Linked DNA regions of Gadus morhua: region 2 is linked to region 1. The links are chromatin contacts, called in public Hi-C maps. All regions are on one chromosome and are shown on one strand. The core of a region is the stretch at or near the end of the contact, and the rest is flanking DNA. Distances in the headings are between cores, read along the strand shown. Region 1 holds the start of LOC115559305 (secretory carrier-associated membrane protein 5). Region 2 holds the start of cd276 (CD276 molecule).

What was found. A called contact is a pair of places that touch in the nucleus more often than the background predicts.
Region 2: a contact with region 1 is called in a Hi-C map of gonad, with 4 times the contacts expected there. The contact joins the promoter of cd276 here to the promoter of LOC115559305 in region 1. A contact is called at or near these places in 2 of 6 Hi-C or Micro-C datasets (gonad and heart).

The regions. Positions count from the first base shown.
Region 1 is chr14:23,679,402-23,685,227 of gadMor3.0, forward strand. LOC115559305 (secretory carrier-associated membrane protein 5) reads left to right here and starts at 2,175. Exons shown (of 7, transcript XM_030378116.1): 1 at 2,175-2,419; 2 at 2,877-2,935; 3 at 3,044-3,163; 4 at 5,553-5,709. The coding sequence starts at 2,929.
Region 2 is chr14:23,951,153-23,956,978 of gadMor3.0, forward strand. cd276 (CD276 molecule) reads right to left here and starts at 3,742. Exons shown (of 8, transcript XM_030376522.1): 1 at 3,436-3,742; 2 at 290-388. The coding sequence starts at 3,472. LOC115558416 (ubiquitin-like protein 7) reads left to right here and starts at 4,180. Exons shown (of 11, transcript XM_030376516.1): 1 at 4,180-4,280; 2 at 4,688-4,868; 3 at 5,245-5,364; 4 at 5,445-5,530; 5 at 5,821-5,826. The coding sequence starts at 4,257.

The DNA of each region.
Region 1 (5,826 bases), core at 925-3,424:
CAAAATGGCATGCACTCTATTCCACGTGCAGAAAGAGAAGGGTCAACCAAAAGTATAGCATTTGGCTGCTATAGATATTCATATAAAAAGCTTCAAACACAAGGCGAGTATTGGTGCAGGAATACATAGGCAGGAATCCCATTTTCAAAACATTTAAGGACAATCTTTAGTTTAAAAGAATCATAAAAAGTGGCTGGGAAAGAGCTAAATAAATGCAGTCTCATCGCTGCCACACGCATACACACCCAAACACACACACATACAAACGTACGCACACACATGCACGTACACAAATGCACACACACACACACACACACACACACACACACACACGCAGAATGATATTGAGGTAGCATGATATGGTGATGTCGGAGCATAATATCAGTTCAGGTAACATATTTCAAGTTTCATTACTTGTCAAGAGCAGAGGCCGGAGTCTATTAAATTGCCCCAACAAACCATGGCCTATGACCACCGTATAATCCCTTCACCTTGGGAGAACTGTAAAATTGCAAATGTTTCCATCCTCATGGTCACGCGACATGAACAGCGTCCGTGTATCTGATCAATGATTACCTCCTGTATAAACACCCACCACCGATAGATTCAATCAATACATTAATAAGTGGCAACTTGCTGTGGGCGATGTATGCTCTTATTGTTATGCTCTGTTCCGCTTTTGTGTGGCTACATCCAAAGGTAGGAGGTTTGAGGGTCAAGAGTGTGCTACAAGGAGTATATTGAATGTATTTTATATTATGTTGAAGCTTTCTTTTATTTCCCTCTTTCATTCTCTTGCTTTCAGTTCCTTCTGAGAAAGACTTCACAATGCGAGCTTGTTAAAAACAAAAAGACAGGAGCAACTGTATGGTAAAATCAATTAGAATGTGGTATTATTATTGGTCTTATACTTTAAATCTAACATAGGCCGAAGCATATTTACTGGTAACTATATGCATTAATTCAATTCAGTCTAGAAGTGATGAAATGATTTTAATGGTAGTTCGGTTATTTTGAAAGAAACATGGGGATTCCAGGGACAATGAAGTAGCCTAGTCCTTCTAGATAGTCCTTCTGGCAAGAGAATAAACAGTTTAAAAATAAAACCAGACTGTTGACCACCTTATACGTGTACGGTAGTCTCTCTTGTATTCATTTTACTCTGAAATAACTTGAATGGAACTTTAGCAGCACAACAGTCAGGTAGCTATTTAAAGCTCTAATAAACTACTTATTTTGTTTATTTAGGTAAAGCATTATAAAAAAATATGCATGCACATTAAAGCATGCAAGAAAATGTGCCGCACCCTACGCGCGCGTTTTCATTTTCCCTCTGGGCTAAGCCCCGGATGTTTATGGAACCCAGAAACTCGCCTGGGCCTAGTGTTGAGTCTAGTCTTTGCATCACAGCTAATTTTACTCTTCATGTGCGCACAGTTGTTTGAAAGGTTGTAATGGATGGATGCATTCAAAGTTAATACAAGTTCGATCCAAGAATATTCATAGGCCTCGATGTCTGAGCTGTAAATTAGTAAACTGAATAGTAAATATTGTATTATATTTTTGGTATGCCCAAGTTATGCTTGATAAATACAAATAGCCTTTCTTGATTCCCAGCCCACTATTAAGCCTATGCACAAATAAACATCTAATCATAAATCAATACAGCTATACAGAGAGATGCTTCAGACGGATCGTTTACGTGTTCTTTTTTTTTCACACGAAAATAAATACTTTAGCACCATCCTGTGACCAAAGCAGGATAGTGCATTTAGCTAAAAGCTATAGATGGAAAGGAAAACGACAAACATAAAATAGACCCTGCTCTACTCGAAGGTTTACTGCATACTTGATGACTGCAGCGGAGCTCATGAATGAATTTCCATCAATTACTTTCAATCCGCTTGGAGCTCTTGTCGTGACTTCAATGGTGGTGACTACACTGGCGGTGACGACTCTGCTGGTGACCATTCTGGTGGTGACTACTCTGCTGGTGACTACACTGGTGGTGTCTACACTGGTGGTGGTTACTTTGATGGTGCCTACACCGGTAGTGACTACTCTGGTGGTTTCCTACACCTGTGGTGGTGACTCCTCTGGTGGAGAGACCACTCTGGTTGCAACTACACTTTCAGCACCACGGACAGTGAAGCGACCGGTGATTGGATAGATATAAACATCACGGATTAGAGAAGGTTGCCGATTGGTCGAAACAACAACGACCAAAGCTTCGTCAACAATAGGTCGACCCCGGTCAACCAGAATGACATACCGAAGATAGAACACATCAACACATTAACGTCCTTTATCTTCCACTTCAAAGGAGCGGTCGGCCGCCCGGGGACATGCGGAGAGACGCTGCGCTCTAACCGGACCTGCACCAATCTCCATCGGACCTGCATCAGTGTGCGTGTGGAGGGTAAGCTGATTATCCCCCAGCGCAATCCGCTCCTCCTTGTTATGTGCTCGGGGTATGACGTTAAACAAATCAAACTTAGGAAGATTTTACGAGTTGTTTTTTTTTGCACGATATAAGACCCCTCTTACTATGTGTTGTTGCAGAATGTGCCACTGGCTTTTGTTCATGTTTCAATGGGAAATGCAGGATATGCATGGACAGGCCTACCTGTAGCCTAGTAGGCTACATTGAGACCCAAGGGATTTAGAGGCCCATGCCAATAGAGTGTCGGACATCCATATGTCTCCACGTCTAAGTCCCCCATGTAGCACATTCAGACGTTAGGCTGGTTATATCTCAGTCCCGCATGTAACACAGGGAGACGTGATGCCAGTTATTTCTGAACAATCTTCGGTCATGTAGAGCCCATACACTTTTAGGAGGGATGATCAAATGTTCCCATTCCTTCATCATGCAGGTTGAGAGGGTCGTGGTCAAATCATCACGTAACAAATCACCAGCGTTTCCAAATGGCAGGTATGACTATCACATCACAGCATTTAATTTGTCGCACAAATAGAATGTTCTTTTTTTGTTATCATTATTATTTTTCTAACGTAAACGACGGGCGTTTGTGTGCCCTAGAACCGAACTTCCCACCGTTGCCGGGGTTTATCCCTCTGAAGCCATGCTTCTACCAGGACTTTGAGGAGATCCCCGAGCAGAACCGCACCATGTGCAAGCGCATGTATCACCTGTGGATCAGTGAGTAGGCCACCAGCCACCATCATGTATATAAGAGGAGTCACACCAGCGATGTGGTTGATGCAGTCTGTGTAGTAGGCCGTGTAAAACTTGTCTCTAGTGGCCACTAGTTGTGTCACTGATCAAGGCTTTGTTAACTAGATTCTCTTCTTCTGTGAAACAGGGGGAAGTGATGTTCCTTCAAAGCTCTAGAATCAAATCAACCTTTATTGGAGTTCTATCATTATTATTGCCTACTCATATAAATGATTAATCACATTTAACCAGGGGTACAATTGATAGCAGATTATGTATGAAGTAATTCAAACTGATGACTGATTTCTTGTGGCAACGACTTTTGAAAAAAGTGGTGACATTTTTTAAACGCAATTTGAAGTAAGAGTTGAGTCTGGACAAATCTCAACGCACATTTTAATTTCTAAAATATGATAAAAAACCCAACAATGATCCTAATGTTAATATTGAAGTACCTTGATATATTGAGCCTAACTGATGGTGTCTAAGATACATGGTAACTCAGAAACGTGAAGAGCCCTCCATCACGTACATAGCTCCAGCAAACACTTATGACAGCCTCGTTAAGTAACAGCATGATGGATCTGTATTACGGTAAGACTTTAGAGATTTAACATTACAGTTTTTCTCAGACGCTTTGGTACATTTCTCAGATTAGAATTGAATTTCTCAAAACTACCTGTTTAATCTTCACATGTGATCATTGTGTCACTTGGGTACATCAAAAAAGCAGTTTTGCATTTCTTTGAACAAGTTGCAAATGCTTTGGTACATTCATTCAAATGATTATGTACAACTCTGCTCTTTATATTATCAATTGCTTATGTCATGTTGATCAAAATGTATTGTAATGGGTCTCTATTGAATAGTCTCACCCCCACAACAGTTAGGCATTAGTTCATTGCATAAGTCTTTACATGCAAAATGGTTGTACAAGTTGTCATGATGTGTCAAGCATATTTCTATACATTTACATTAGACTTTTTTGCTAAATCTGTCCTGAATTGGTAAATTGCTACCAGGTGAATCTTGACTTTCTCTAAAGAAGGGAAATGTGTGAAGTGTTAGATCAACCAACGATCAACCAGTTTACTGAAATAGCTCAAAGGTGCATCTCCTGAACCATGAACTGGCAAGTATATATATAGCTGGAGCACAACACAATGTTAAATTGTCTTACAATGGAAGGGCAAGGAATTGGACTGGGTCAACAGCCCGAGAGATGCAGAAGAGGAAGAGGAGTGAGGCTGCGTGATAATTTGTGGCCCAACACACAGGAACGTCAGGAGGTGTAGGAAGACAGCACCGTAATTCCTACAGCAATGCATGTACAGTTTACCCTAAGGAGATTTTCCTATGTTCACATTTCTAGCAATGACATGGTCTGTCAACAAATTACAGTACAAACAGTCAAAGCGTAAATGTGAATCTTGACCAGACTTTAGCAATCAATCTCCCACATACACTAAGGTGTAACTTACAATTTACAATACTTGTCTTCAAAACTTTAGCCATAGTTTACATCAGAACATCCCTCCAGAGTACAATGTTATATTGACAACATGACTAAGCAATTTCGACTGTCTTATCCGTACACAATGATAATTGTGCACTTACATGTTCATTGACACAGATATTTACTTTTGAGAAACGAACTAAGGATTTTGAGCAAGAGACTGGCTTTTGCATGAAATCCATGGTGTTTTGCTATTTGTATGAATTGTTTTGAGAAATGCACTTACTGTTTTGCAAATTTCAATTCTGATCTGAGAAATGTACCAAAGCGATTGAGAAAAACTATGATGTAACAAAGACAAAAAAACAATATTTACCATCACAAATATTTGGACTTAAACTTTTTTTCCCCTCCAAGCTGTCCCAAAGGCTTCATTCTGATGGCTCTGACCGTGAAACCTCAGAACTTTTTAGTGGATTATTCAAGTATCCAGACATCATGTTCTGTTTTAAATAGCCTCTGAATGGATAGTGTTTTTATAACAGACATTGTTTCTCTTTACAGATTCCAGTAAACGATTAAACCTAAGCAGGTACCTGTGGATAGTATTTGATTCTGGCTTTGATTGTTTTCTTCATTGTTTCACATTGGTTCCCTGTTTATGCATGTATTCCAGTTTCACTGTCTGAAGACATTGCATGGAAATTCCCTCTCTGCCTCTGTTTTGCTATCTCATATCTTAATGCATGTTTAGAACTAATTTCCTTATTTATTTATAATTAATCATTTATCTTTCATCCATTTAACTTCTACATTTCCTTTCCTGCATGTGGTTTCAGTAACGGCTTTTCATTTCTACCGTTTCCTTAGGGATCAGATTAGCGTGTATCCAATAATGACTTACTCGATGTGTTCCAGTGAACAGTGTTACCCTGGCGGTGAATCTGGTTGGCTGCTTCGCATGGATGTTCGCCGGAGGGGGCGTTACCAACTTCGGCCTTGCCATCATCTGGCTGTTGATGTTCACTCCCTGCTCCTATGTGTGCTGGTTCCGGCCCATCTACAAGGCCTTCAAGTAAAACCCATACTGAGCCATTAAGGACTGTTATTGCTATAGCTGTAACATCATTAATGTTCAGCATTGAGGAGTGTTCTTATAGAGCGTCTAAGAGTTGTTTTGTATAATTTGGCT
Region 2 (5,826 bases), core at 2,492-4,991, 270 kb after region 1:
CAGTATAAAGTAACATCCAGCAGTGCGCCAAACCCTGCGTGTGGGTAAATAAGAATCTGTTTCATTTCGACAGGATTAATACGTTCTTCAACACAGGCTTTATAGGGTTCGTCTGCCTCCACATATTAGTTCTGGGAGTAGCTCCGTTGGGGCTTCTTCTGTGTACCCAGTGAAGCCATTGGAGGGGGCTAATAGGTGTTCCAGACCCGATGTGATATTTCCTCAGCGGTAACCGTGATGCTGGGATAGACGGCGTAAGGGCAGACAGGGGGTTGGAGACGGCACTCACCCCGAGACGGGACCACCAGCAGGGAGAGCAGCAGGAGGGACAGCATGGTCCGTATGGGAGACTGGGAGCCGCGGGCCTCGTGGGTCCTCAGAGGCAGAGCTGTGGGGAACAACAGGAGCCATCACATCAGACACTCAAGAACCAGGACGCGGCTCGGTGTATCTGAGCACGGCGAGGATGATGCAAGAGTAGAGTAATACCGTTTTGAATGTATTCCTCTTGAAGGAAAATGAAGGAAATATTGCTTAACGATTCAAAGCAAAACTTGAATTTGGATTATGATTAATTGGTTGTTTCGTGCAGAACAAGAGTGGAATCATATCAAATGAGGAACAAACAGCTCCGGAAATGAATCACCATTCCATACTCATACACAGACAGTGTCAGGACACACATTCTCCGACAACTGTTGCGACTCCCATACTCCCAGTGGAATTAAGAACAGTGTTGTGATTGACAAGTGATTGAAATCATATGGCCAGCCATACATCTCTGTGTAGATTCTCTTTTGGATGGGATGTTTCATCAGAGATGAGGAACTCATTAAAATGGAGGTCTGTCTGTCACTCATTCTCGTCTGTCCCCGTTTGTCTTTCTATCCGTTTATTTGCCTGCTTCTTCTCAACTCCCTATTCTAGGCATACCTGGGGGCAAGTGCGTGCGTGCGTGCGTGCGTGCGTGTGCGCATGCGTGTGCGTGCTTGTATGCATGTGTGTGTGTGTCTGCGTGTGTGAGAGTATAGTGATGCTCCTCAAGGTCAACATGAAGATAAGACTATAAATAAGACACAGAGGGTAGAAAATAGAGATGGGCGGTTAATGTCACTTCGGTATAAAATCCATAATAATAGCAACATAAAATCACATGGCACACATTTGGGCCATCTGCTTTTACAGCTGAGGGGCCTATCAAACGCTTCCAAAGTGGGACTCGAGAGATTGCTCCAAGATGCTGGAGAGAGATATCTGGGGAATGCTTCTGCATTGTCACAGCGCCCCCATGGGGGTGTAGAGTCGTCGTGTGTAACATCCACCTATGCCAAATGCTAATCATATCCAATTATATATATATTTTTATGCCTGATAATACCTATAATGACGAATGGCAGTACCCAAGGCCATCGCATCTTTCTTAAACCTGTTTCTCTCAGAAATGCTCAACAAGACTCCCTTGATCAACTGTTAAAACAACTTTCATCTTGGTATCATCAACAATTCCTCAAAATAATGCTCTTTGTCTTTGGTTACAGATCAGCACTAAACCACACCCACATTTTCTTTCTCTTGTGTTTTTTATCCACAGGCCACAATAAAGAGGATGAGGGTAGAAGAAGGAGAAGAACTTTGTCACAGAACAGCAACAACTTGCTTTCTCTTCACTCTCAGGAGCTCTTCCATTAAGAGACGCTGTCTGCCAATGAGGCTTTGGACTTGCTGGTTTACCAGCTCAGCGTTCTTGCCCTGTTACAATACCAGCACACACACATTTACCGTAAAAGGCATGGAAATTTGAGAAAGTTGCAGGCGCACATGTAGTGAAGATGAGTCATCCTCAATCTTAAAGACTTTTCCTGAAAAGTTCCAGATATTGAGTGCTATTTTATTTAACACAGGACAAGAGGTATGCCACATTGGCTGAGTTTCCCCTCCGCTAGACCAGACTGTGTATAGTCTGTATAATCTGTGCTGGGCGGACACCGGGAAGCCATCAAAGTATGTTGTTTTTTCACAGTGTGAGTCAAGGTACTTTCTCTGACCTGTTCCAATAGGAAAGTCCCAACTTGTTTCCACTTCTATTTGTTGAAAGAGTGGAAGTTCTTCTCTTTGTCCCTCCATGTGACTGGCCAGATGACCACAACATTAGGGGAACTGGAATTGTTCACTGATAAAAAGGTAAAAACTAGCAGGAGAAGGTTTTGGCTACAATTTAAATAAAACATGGCCAATTAACTCCCTATTAACTAATTAATTAACGGCAGCTATCCATATTTTTACAATAAACCAATAATGTGCGTGTACTTTACTCTGACAATAAGCCTTCATTAAGCTGTATTATGAAATAACTCAATCCATATCTAGCTTTCACTCAACCTTCTTAATTAAAAATCTAAACCCCAGGGGTTGATTTTGGTTGCCCTCAGAAGTTTTCCAAAATAGTTTTAAACATTTGACAAAAAAAGCAGTTTGACAATCTTTCATTGTTCCATGTAGGCTACGATTCCAGATTATGTCTCCAGTTTACTTTCGACATAATACTAGGCTACACTTTATAAATTTGCCGCCCCATTTCTTTCAGGTCAAATGCTTCAGGCCTAATTTACATCTTTGTGTGTACATGTTGGTGCGTGTGGAGGACTAAGCTCACTTCCTGTCTGCATCTCTTAATAGCTCTTACTTCCTGTCTCACTGGGATATGTAGCAAAGCGTGAGGCGGGGTAATAATATTGATCAGAAAGACATGCCACGTGCCAACGTAATAAAGAGAGGGTTAAGGTGGTGACCACAGCACAGCCTGCTGTGTGTTGTGTTGTGTTGTGTTTGTGTGCGTGCGTGCGTGCGTCTGTCTGTCTGTCTGTGGCTATGTTTACATCTGTAAAATATGATATGTTTAAATAAATGCTAACATCCTAACACACATCTAACTAAATAAATACACTGACTTTTAGGGAATGTAATAATACTAATTAGAAATAGAAATACACATAATATTGAAACTAAAGTATATATAGTTATATAATACCAATAAACCACATTATTGGTTGTAGACCTATGCTGTAATGTGCCAATGACCATTGAAAGTAGCAAACCCAATATTTGTGGCAGTGGTTATGCTGTTGTACCAACTTTATGTGAAAGGTGGCGCAGTCCATTTCCTTCACCACGCAACAGCTGCATGGGAGGAAAATGGAAAAAAGGGATAACTGTGTTTTCCTAGGCCCTATCATTGAGCGAACCATTAAGTCAATTAATGATAAGCTTTCGATAGAAAACCGCTGTTTTAGGCTTACTTCACAGAGTATCTCCCAGTTGTTGCCAGTCTGGGAAATCCCTGTTTATGTTTGCTATACTGTTACTGGGGAAATACAGATTTGATCATCGCATTTAATATACTCGTGCTCAGAGTTAAGTGTAATATATCAAGCTTACCATGATAGAGGAGCAAAAGTTTTGGATCAGCAACCATCCAGCGGCAGTGATACTTGCGGTTGATCTTATTTTGGGGAACAGTTCATTCCCAGCAACGTGTCACTCTCAACACTTCTCTGACCGAAGCCAACAGCCGGGATATCCAAAATGGGATCTAAAGTGTGCAACTACTCCGGTTGTCTACTTATCTGCCCCAATGTACCACTCTTTATTTCCTATCGTTTGGTTTTGGATCGTCCCTGTGAAACCACTCCTTGCCGCTTTGTCCAGCGGTGATGTCATGAGGAGGGGCGGGGGTCCACCAGCCCGACCCCGCAATTAACCATTTATGTCGCGTCTGCTAAAATCATATCTTCTGTGCGTGTGCATGTATGTCTGTGTGTTTGTTTGCTGAATGTTTGCATGTGTGTGTGTTTTTTTCAGTCGCCTCATGCATTAAGATGCATATGGTTCATTCATATAGGCCTAATTTAAAATCAGTGTTATCCAACAGGTTTTAATTCGTTCTTCAACCAGGGACGTAACTGTGGTTGTTCTTTATGTGATGATTAATTTCCATATATCTTAATTTAAAGAGTTTAACATTATGATTTGGTGAGTATGTGTTTGTTTGTGTGGGTCGGGGTCTGTGTGAACGTTGAACGTATTTATAAATCGTTGTACGTATTTATTTATCGTAATGTATTTTCTGATTTGGCTTAATTGTCTGTAATATAAAAAAAAATGTAACATGAAAATAAGAAATTAGCGAATAAACATGATCGGTTTTGGCTGAGCTGATCACGTGTCTCGGTGCTTTGGACCACGTGATAAACCCAGAAATGAACGACGTCAACACAACACTGGTGAGTAGCGATACAACCTCGCTATAACTCCCTAGTATTGTTGGCGTCTGCATGTTTTGGTGAGTGGGGTGGTGTTATTTAGCGGTTCGTGTTGTGTACCATCCAGCCAACCAGCCATTATTTAAAAAAATAAAAGAGCACACATCTAATAGCAATAACACAAACAATGTACTGTTTAATATACATAATAACAGACACATGTTGTAACATCACTGTTTGATATATATATATATATTCATGTACACCATCATGTCGGTGGCATAACAGATTGTTCTAGTATGGAGTACTTCCTAAACGGGGCAAGATGAAGCCCCCTCCCCCTGAACCGGCGATCGGGGGTCCCCGACTCTATAGCTGCTTAACACTGGTCGGTTTTTTGACCACGGTCCCTCCGTGTCGCCACCCAGGTGGAGATGACTTCAGTGGACTGGCAGCTGTCGCTGAAGGTGGTGGATCAGCCCAAATCCACCTTCCACTTCCCCGAGATGATGCCCGGGGACGTGCCCCCCGGGGAGTACCGGGTCGCCACCCTGAAGCAGCTGGTGGCCGCCCAGCTCCCGGACTCCGTCAACGACCCCGACCTGATAGGTCAGTTCAACAACCCGCCCAGTAGAGCTAATACTCGTGTAGGTAGTAGACCTACACAAACGATGCTGGTCTTTCTAACCTGCAGCATCTAGTGTTGTTTGGTTGTTTCATTAATTCCTGTCGTTGTCATTAATACATGGTCTGTTCAACTCTTTGAGACTGTACCTGTGATTAAGGGCTATACAAAATAAATAAAATTCAATTTAAATGAAAATTGTAATCATCACCTGCCCTTAAAACAGTTGATTATCTAAATTCGAAAGGTTTGTTAACGCCAGCATTACCATGCAGTTGAGCTGTATGTTGCCATATGTTGTTATGTCCTGCAGTTAGCTTTACCTGCTAAATTAGCTTGTTTTACCTTGTGGTTTCCTAGAGCTTGTCCACTGTGGTCGCAAACTGAAAGACGACCTAACGTTGGACGCTTATGGAATTCAACCAAAGTCGACCCTTCACATTCTCAAAAAGACTTGGCCAGAGACTGACTGTAACCCAGGTATGTCGCTTGAGATGTTGCATATAGTTTGCAGTGTGCAGGGCAGTGTTACTCTAAACGTGTCTCCTGATTGCCCTCAGAGCCTGTGAACCGGGCCACGGCAGCGAGAGAGTTCAGAGTCTTCCACGCGGCTCTGCACTCTGTCAACACGGCCTACAGAGACTCTGTGAGTACCATCATGGATATGCATTATTGTGACTGCGAGTATAGTACTCTGCACTATTATTCAAGGCTTGGTTAAGGTACTCCCACAATACTGTGTGATTTGACCTAGTTACATCTAGTTACAGATCAAACACTAGATAGAGTTGTTTGCGTGTTGTTTTTATAACCCACTTAGCAGCAAACCAATATTGACCATGTTGTGCTGTATTATTTGTATTGTGAAGAAGCAGAATGCAGCAATCTGCCCGCAGTAAGAAACAAGCATAGGTAAATCGTGTTCCCCCTTCCCAGGTGACT